Linked DNA regions of Mus musculus: region 2 is linked to region 1. A link is a contact called in public promoter capture Hi-C data. All regions are on one chromosome and are shown on one strand. Each heading gives the region's core, a stretch centred on a gene start, on an enhancer-like site or on the middle of the called end of the contact. The rest is flanking DNA. Distances are from core to core; before and after follow the strand shown. Region 1 holds the start of Npdc1 (neural proliferation, differentiation and control 1). Region 2 holds the start of Grin1os (glutamate receptor, ionotropic, NMDA1 (zeta 1), opposite strand).

Region 1 (4,442 bases), core at 589-3,088:
TACTTTCTGTCTGGGCCTTTAGAAAGGCAAGCACCAGAGACTACAGGCTAGGAGTCAGCTCCATGCCTACTTGTAAAAAAATTTGTAATAAAAGATTTTTTCCTAGAGCAGTGAAGTGTCCATAGGGTGGGGCATCATTTGTTGCTCGTTTCTCCTGCCAGCTGTGTTGGCTATTCGGATAAAACCTGGTTCCAAGTCAGTACTTTTCTTGCTTCCTCCCTTTCTGTACCAGATCCGAGGTAATGGAGGCACTCCTACCTACACTGGTCTGGGGTTGTCCCTGAGTCTGAGTTTTCTCTGACTCAGAGAACCCTTGATGACATCCGTAGGAATTGAGGCTGCACTCCAAGTCCTCCCCCCCCCCAACTTATACTTGAAGTATCAGTAGACCTAAAGATCAGAGGCACTTGCATCCCACAGCCTAAGTTTCTGTAGGTGGAAAAGCGTGGCCCCGCTGGGCGTGGTGGCACACACCTTTAATCCCAGCACTCGGGAGGCAGAGGCAGGCAGATTTCTGAGTTCGAGGCCAGCCTGGTCTACAAAGTGAGTTCCAGGACAGCCAGTGCTATACAGAGGAACCCTGTCTCGGGAAAAAAAAAAAGCGTGGACTTCTCCCTTGCTTCTTTTATGGAAAATTAGCTCAGACTATTTCTGTTCAGTCAATGCCTCTTGAGGGCTGGGTTGGGATGGTAGCCGCTAGTGAGCGCATGCGCGCACGCACGCGCGCGCACAGAGAGAGAGAGAGAGAGAGAGAGAGAGAGAGAGAGAGAGAGAGAGAGAATCATTTGATAAATGTATAAACCTGCACTGACAGCCTCCTCTTTAAGTTTGTGAGCCTGAAGGACGGGAAGAAGTGGAGGGCTGAGGAACTCAACCTTGTTCTTTTCTCTGTGTGTGGTGTTTGTGTTTTTTGCATGTGACAAGGGTCTCTGTGTAACCTTGGCTGTTGTCCTGGAACTTACTTTGTAGACCTGGCTGGCCTTGAACTTACAGAGATCTGCTTGCTTCTGCCTCCGAGTGCACCACCATCGTCCAGGCCTGTTTTTCATTCTTAAGATAGGGTCTCATTATATATTCATGACTGTCCTGGAACTCGATATGTAGACTAGGCTGGTCTCAGCATCTTGAGAGATGGGATTAAAGGCAGGAACCACCACACTGATCTTCAACATTGCCTTCATGACTCAACCAGGGGGAGGTCTCTGGCGGGGGTGGAGTGTGCTCAAAGGGGACTGCACATGAATGGTGATCACCAGGCACCATGCATGTTCCATGTTGTGTGACTCAAGGGAGCTGAAAGCCATTACCTGGGATCATGACCACCTTGGACAGCTCCCAGACAACTGTCAACTACGTCAAGTTACTCTCGCCCCCTGGTGGTACCATTCGGGAGCGAGTCTGGCTTGATCTTGTGAGCCTCTTGTATGCTTTTCTTCCTGGTTTTAGAAAGCCCGGGCACGTCTCTGAGTACACCTGTATATCTCTATACACCTCTTTATCCTTTGTGGGATACATTTTGCAAACCTGCAACAGTCAGCCTAGTCTACATAGCCAGGATTTGTCCCTGGTGTTCCCCTAGTCTAAGGTCCTCCATTCTAACAGGGTGAGTGGTGAGGGTTTGGCAGTCGGACCACTAAGAAGAAGGCGTGCATCCTGGGACGCCCACCGTTAGTCAATTCCAAGTCAGATTCTTGGGTAATGAATGAGGAGGCATTCTGCTGTAGAGGCTAGAGGGCCCGAAGCACTCAGACGCCTGACAAAAGGGGACCCCCCAACAGGATGCAGAGGGAGGGGGCTCAGACTAGAGGAGATGTCCCGCCCCCGCAGGTGGAGCGCGCAGGCGCACTCCCGACACTTTTCTCTGGCCGCCGCGCCTCCATCCCATCCCGGATCCATTGCCGCAACGTCAGCGCCACCGCCTCCTCTTTTCCTCTTCCTCCTCCGCCCCTCTCGCTTCCCGGCTTCTCCAGTCGCAGTTCCCGGAGTGGGTACCGAGCCCGGGGCCGTGGGGTGCCATGCTGCCCGGGTAGCGGCGCTGAAGCATGGCGACGCCCGTCCCTCCGCCTTCCCCGCGGCACCTGCGGCTGCTACGGCTGCTGCTCTCCGGCCTCATCCTGGGAGCGGCCCTGAATGGTGCCACCGCCCGCCGCCCGGGTGAGCGAGCGCTCTGGGCGCAGGCTGTTGGGTGCTCCGGGGCTGGGATTGCGGGGCGGAGAATCCTGCCCCCGGCGCCGCCCTGGTTTTCCCTGCCACCGCCCCGGCCTTACCCAGGCCCACAGGCCAGGCAGGCCCGGTCCGCTGGGCATGGATTGGGTAAACAGGTCAGGCCCGTTGAAGGCCATGCTAGATGAATCTTCTCTCAGGTCCTTGGAGGCGAATGTAGATTTCACGCGCTTTGGGTCTTTGTCTCTGGGTCCCTGAATCAGTCTGGTGTGTGTCTTTGGGTCTGCAGCCATCTGGTTTCTGGTGGCCCATAAGTGGGATCCTGTGTCTTTGTTTGTGTGTCTCTGGGGCTTCCCGTTGGCAGGGTTGTTCTTGGGGTCTGTGGGCCTTGCATGTCAGCCCTGTCGTTCGTTCGTGTGTGTGTGTGTGTGTGTGTGTGTGTGTGTGTGTGTGTGTGTGTGTGTAGAGGGGTTCCCATGGAAGGTCTTAAGGGTTCCAGGTCTAGGGTCTTGTTCCAACTTAGTGGGGTCAAGCTGCCCCATCCCCTGCCCTGAAGGACATGCACCACTGTCCTCTGGTCTGAGGTCTGTGTAGTGACTGTTTAGAAGAGTGTGACTCCCTGACTGGGAGAACATTTTCTCTTTTTTTTCGAGATGGTTTCTCTGTATAGCCTGGCTGTCCTGATCTCACTCTGTAGACCAGGCTGGCCTCAATGCCTGCCTCTGCCTCCCAAGTGCTGGGATTAAAGGCATTCACCACTACTGCCTGGCTCTGGGAGAACATTCTTGACAGATGGGTCCTGAAGCCACAGGATCCAAATTGTATCTCCCCGAGGGGAGTGAAGTGGGAGAGGTTGCCCATATGTTCACTGAGTTCTTCTGGAACTATGTGTGGGAGCTGCTTTGAGCCCAGCTTACAGATGAGGAAGCTGAGGGCATGGAGAGGTGACTGGTACGTGGACTCTAACAAGATCGGTCTGGATATGGGACCTTAAGAGCTGGGCAAGCAACCCAGGAACTGGACTGAAGGTTGGCATGACTGGAAGAGACTCTTGAGGAGGGTGGAGTTCCAGACTGGGCCTTACCAGAGATGCCAAATAGCCTGCCTCCCTGGTGGACACCCTTCATGGATGGGACTAAGGCACAGTACTGAAGCCCTGGGCATGTGCTGGCCTCTGCCCACTGGCCTCTATAGCTGAATGCAGAGACTTGACATGGCCCATACTAAGCGTCCCCTTATCACACCTAGTGCCCAGGAAGGGCCGGTAGCCTAGCATGGTTAGAAAAGCAGATACTCTGCAGCTGCCATTGGTTCTGAGACCCAGGCTGGAGAGGGACTTTCTATCCAAGATAAAACAGTAGGTTGGTGGGCTAAGGAGGCCCTACAGCTCAAAGCCAGCATTGTGCTACACCTCTAGTATAGGTCTGACTAGCTTGTTAGCACCAGGGGCAGGGACTGTCTGCCTCCCTGGAGCCCAGCTGGTGGGTGGAGCCCGTGTAAGCCTCCTAGCACAGTGCTGTTTAACTCTCTCAAGTCCCAAGCTCAGGTTGCTGTTCCTGGAGGCTGCTGACAGTCTATGGTGGACAGAAGGTGCCTAGCCTGGGATTCAGTGTGCCACCAGAGCTTCTGGAACTTCTTAGCAGGAGACATAGAGTGTCAGATTACAAAGGAAAGTAGTGCAGTAGTGGCGCACGCCTTTAATCCCAGCACTCGGGAGGCAGAGGCAGGCGGATTTCTGAGTTCGAGGCCAGCCTGGTCTACAAAGTGAGTTCCGGGACAGCCAGGACTACACAGAGAAACCCTGTCTCGAAAAACCAAAAACCATATATAAAAAAAAAAAAAAAATGAAAACCCCCCAAAACCAAAAACAAAGGAAACTAAGGCAAAGTCTATAGGAGGCTATGGTTAACACATCCCATGGGGCCCACAGCATTGCCTGCAGTGTGCAGTGGAAGGAACTGGCTGGCCAGAGACACAGGAAGTTGATGGTCCTGCTGGGTATTTCCTTGGCCCTGCTGGCTTCCCAAGACAGAGACCAAAGTTCCAGGCTGGGATTATTCCTTACCTTTGAAGCAACTGAAGGTGTATATCCCATAGGAGAAACTGAGGCATAAAGCTCACTGCTCTGTGTAGCTGCATCACGATAGGACTGTTTGGCAGGTATAAGAGAACATTGTGCTCTGGGCCCCAAAAATGTGACTCAGAACTATGACCTAGACTGGCATCCCCAATACCGATCAGCCCAGGCCTTTCAGTGCCCTCATTGTATCTAAGCCAGT
Region 2 (4,115 bases), core at 1,037-3,536, 110 kb before region 1:
GGAGTCCAGGAAGATCGCATAGACCTGCACACGGTACATGTGGAGTCCCACCTCATGGACCCTGATCTGGACGTATCCATGATGCCGTCCTTGGATGGCCCAGGCCTCATGACCATGACTGCTCCTCTAGAGCCACCTCCACCCCCTCCTCCTCCTCCCCCACTTCCACAGTAGTGGAGAGCAACTAGGGTGGAGAATTAAACAGTATTTAGTGATTATGTGCTGTCCTTCTTGCATGTCCCTCAAGAGGTAGTGTTTGTGCATGAGTCATGGTGGGTGTCCCCATCCTGGGTGACTGAGCCACACCCTTGGGGTTTCTAGCTCTTAGCCCAGGTGGCCAGTTCAGCTCTTTCCTGCACTTTCCTACTGTTGGCCTTACAAAGATGACTGACCCTGGGCCCTTCCATCTTCCCAGATTCCCCAAGACAGGACCTGTAAACTGGCAAAGCAAAAAGGGAGCTGCACTGACCAGACTGAGGCCAGTGCCCTTTCCACTGGCTCTGTCCTCAAGGGTTGCCAGGGCTTGAAGCAACGTCTTTCCTACACTCCCTCCCTCTTTTGCCTTAGATGCGTTTTCCTCCTACACTTCCAGGTCTTTCCCTCTGTGGTTAGGCTCCATCACCTGTTATATTTTCACCAAACTTCCAGAGACTGGGATCCTTTTAGGATCTGTGGGGTCCTTTTGCTGAGTAGGAATGGGATTGTGTCTGGGGTATGGAGCAAGGCACTGCTGGCTGCATTGTATGCAGAACTGGTGGCTTTGATCGTGTTCTTTAGGTCTCAGTGGGGAGGCCAATGGTCACATCAGCTCTATTCTGGGCTCAAGGCCAAGCCAAGACTGGAGCTCTGGACAGGTGGTTGGCAGTGCTGGGCATTGGCTCTCTGCCTAGCCCCCGCCCAAGTTGAGGAACCAGCAGAGGGACAGAAACTGTTGTGTTAGGGCAGGAGAGTTAATACTTGTGCAGGTGAGGCTGAGACGGCTTTGGGGCACCTTGACTCCAAAGCCCGAAGCCGCACATGCGGGGTTCTTTTTTCTCGCGGCTTCCGCCGCAACTCTCTCTGCTGCTGCTGCTGTCGTTGAGGCGAGTCTGGACCCAGGAGGATATTGGAACTGCCCCTTCTAAATCCCCGGTGGCCCCCGAATGCCCCGAGGCATGTTCATGTTCACTAGGCGGCAAGGCCAATTGCTCCGCACTCGCGCTGCCTGCGGTACCAGCGGACCTGAGCTGGCAAGTACGCTCACTGCTGCTGGATCACAATCGCGTGAGCGCGCTGCCTCCGGGTGCCTTCGCCAATGCAGGCGCGCTGCTATACCTAGATCTGAGGGAGAACCGGCTTCGGTCGGTGCACGCACGAGCTTTCTGGGGTCTGGGAGTGTTGCAATGGCTGGACCTGAGCTCCAACCAGCTGGAAACTCTGCCTCCTGGCACCTTCGCGCCGCTGCGCGCGCTTAGTTTCCTCTCCCTAGCGGGTAACCGGCTGGCACTCCTGGAGCCTTCGATCCTGGGCCCGCTTCCATTACTGCGAGTGCTCAGCCTGCAGGACAATTCACTATCGGCAATCGAGGCGGGTTTGCTGAATAACTTGCCTGCCCTCGATGTGTTGCGCTTGCATGGCAACCCCTGGACGTGCAACTGTGCGCTGCGTCCCCTTTGCACTTGGCTGCGTAAGCACCCGCGTCCAGCCTCAGGTGAGCCATCTGGGGCGCAGGACGGATAATGTTTGGTGCAATTGCTGCCATCTGACGCCGCTCCTGTGTCCCGCAGAAACTGAGACCCTGCTCTGCGTGTCTCCAAGACTCCAGACGCTCAGCCTACTGACAGCTTTTCCGGATGCCGCCTTCAAACAGTGCACTCAGTCACTAGCAGCGCGAGACCTGGCGGTGGTCTACGCTCTCGGGCCGGTCTCTTTCCTTGCTAGTTTGGCCATCTGCCTGGCATTGGGCTCCGTGCTCACTGCTTGTGGTGCACGGCGCCGCCGCCGCCGCCGCACCACGGTGCGCCACTTACTAAGGAGACAGCTAGACCCCGAGGGCCCACCCTCCCTGGAGGATGCTGGGAGCCCTGTAACAGCAGCTATCCAAGCCTAAGGGGACTGCAGGTTGTTTCTAGTGCTCCTGAAGTGCCTCCGTACTTTGAGAACTCTCCCCAAATCCCTGATCCTCCCTTCACATTCCCTGTAGGCGTCAACAATAGACAAAACCCGGAAATTTTCTGACATTCCTTTAGGCATCACCACTGAATACCGGGATTAGGGGTGGTTATGCGCGCCCGGTGTCCCTGGGGCAGAGGGGCAGCGCGCTGCTGCGCCCCAGTGGCTCGGGGAAGGCACGCGCTTGGACACTGGGAGAGCTAGTCATGTACAAGGTTGGGTGAGTGACACCGGACTGGGAGGCGGATGGCACTCCCTGGTGCCCAAGGTGCGGGGCTCCTCTCAAGCCAGCGTCTGAGGAAGCCTATTGTGGCTGCAGACAGAAGAGAAGGCTCAGCCCTCTTGGAGTCTGGAGCCCTAGACATCTGGGAGCCAGAGAGCACCCCTGGGAAGCGCTGCCACTAGGGCAGTGAAGGCTAGCCCTGGGAAAGGTCGGAGCCAGCCCAGTGAATGGGGTGGGAAGGGTCGTGGGAGGATTGTGCAGCAGGAGAGAAAGAGAGATAGAGGTGGAAGTCAGGTTGCAGAGAGCAGGCGCTGGAGGAGGGGTGGAGGGTGACCTAGCAAGCTGGGGCCATGGGCCCCCACTGTAGCTTGGGGTAGTGGCTGGAGGAAGGATGGGGCTGCCATTTCTGCTCCAGGCTCCTCCGACCGGGGCCACTTAGGCCCCTCACCCCACTGCTCAGAGACCTCAGGGCCCTGCCTCTGCCGGAGCGCCCTGTGGCCCTGCCCAGCCGGCTCAGCTCTGGCCCATCCTCAGCCGCTCTGGTCCGCACCTTGGTCCTGCAGGGGCTGCCCGCCAGGCAGCAGAGCAGGAGGACGGGAGGCCCAGGGTGGGCAGTCTCTGGGGCGGGTGGGCTTCCCTCAGGCCTTCCCGAGCAGCAGGACTCATCAGTGTCCTTGGCCGGGCTAACTGGGCAGGTGGGCGCCTCCGGGGGCCTCACACCACGGTGCTGACCGAGGGATCTGAGAGGTTGAGCGGGCCCGTGATATCAGTGGGATGGTACTGCTGTAAAATAGAAATACACAGACAAGGCGGCCCGTTAGCTCCGACGTCGGGGGCACGCGCGGGGCCGGGACAGGGTGGACCGGCCAGCCGGCCGACCGGCGGGCAGGCGGGCACGGCCTGGGGGAGGCTGGGGGTGCTCCTCCCCCGACCCCGTCGTGCTCCGGGGCTCTGCGTGGGCCAGGCCGCTGTCCCGTGCGTCTGTCTGCGGGGGAGGGGCAGAGGAGGGCGGGCGGGGCGTCTCAGCTCTCCCTATGACGGGAACACAGCTGCAGCTGGCCCTCCTCCCTCTCAATAGCGCGTCGCGGCAGCACTGTGTCTTTTTGGTTTTGCAAAGCGCCGCGTCCACCCCCGGTGCTCTATAAATAAGAACCAACAATCAATACCTGCTGGCCCCGCCGGCCACCAGGGATCCCAGCCCTGAGCGCCCAGTGCTGCCCTGGCCCGGACCGGCCACAGGACAGGGGCAAAGGATCTCAGCAGCTGGACCGACCCCACCCCACCCAAAGGAGCCCCCACCCAGGCCTCCCTCTGAACAGCACCCAGCCCCAGAGACAGGGTGGAAGCTGGGCTTCCCTCCCCCACCCAGCCCCCAGAGGTCAACCCTGCAGGGTGGGGCCAGCTCCAGATGGCCCAGAAGAACGGGTCCCTGGTGCCCAGGGAGGCTCAGGTAAAGATTGAACTGAGAGCAAGGCCCCAGAAAGGAACCACGTAGATCTCTGAGTTGTACCTGGCCAGCTCCAGATGGAGCCCCAAGACTTAGTGACATCCACTGAAAATGGCCTGCCACCTGCAGGACTTTTGTGCCTTCCCCACTATGGCCATCTGGCCCCAAAAGTACAGATCTTCTTCTTCCCTGTCAGATTTCCCCTTCCCCACACAAATTCCAGCCCACAGCTCCCTTGGCCCTGCTCTTCCACCCCTGCGCCCCCTAGTGGGGGTTCTGATTCAGACCTTGTAA

The links. Capture Hi-C pulls out chosen DNA fragments and counts their contacts.
Region 2: a promoter capture Hi-C map of pancreatic islet shows a contact between it and region 1. The contact joins the promoter of Grin1os here to the promoter of Npdc1 in region 1. A contact is called at or near these places in 7 of 39 promoter capture datasets (the C10 cell line, Sertoli cells, embryonic stem cells and 4 more), 4 of 15 datasets of contacts at CTCF or cohesin (CD8 T cells, embryonic stem cells, large pre-B cells and 1 more), 31 of 484 Hi-C or Micro-C datasets (the 63-12 cell line, the AML12 cell line, B cells and 21 more), 6 of 115 datasets of contacts at active chromatin or transcription factors (embryonic stem cells, fetal liver and pancreatic cancer cells) and 5 of 9 other capture datasets (adipose tissue, embryonic stem cells, liver and 2 more).

What each region holds. Positions count from the first base shown.
Region 1 is chr2:25,401,212-25,405,653 of GRCm38.p6, forward strand. Npdc1 (neural proliferation, differentiation and control 1) reads left to right here and starts at 1,839. Exons shown (of 9, transcript NM_008721.4): 1 at 1,839-2,154. The coding sequence starts at 2,043. It overlaps Entpd2 (ectonucleoside triphosphate diphosphohydrolase 2), which reads left to right. Exons shown (of 9, transcript NM_009849.2): 9 at 1-112.
Region 2 is chr2:25,288,972-25,293,086 of GRCm38.p6, forward strand. It overlaps Grin1os (glutamate receptor, ionotropic, NMDA1 (zeta 1), opposite strand), which reads left to right and starts at 2,287. Exons shown (of 4, transcript NR_168905.1): 1 at 2,287-2,371. Lrrc26 (leucine rich repeat containing 26) reads left to right here and starts at 940. Exons shown (of 2, transcript NM_146117.2): 1 at 940-1,690; 2 at 1,767-2,222. The coding sequence starts at 1,018. The coding sequence ends at 2,089. Grin1 (glutamate receptor, ionotropic, NMDA1 (zeta 1)) reads right to left here. Exons shown (of 20, transcript NM_008169.3): 20 at 2,206-3,513. The coding sequence ends at 3,397. It overlaps Tmem210 (transmembrane protein 210), which reads left to right. Exons shown (of 4, transcript NM_030055.1): 4 at 1-216. The coding sequence ends at 174.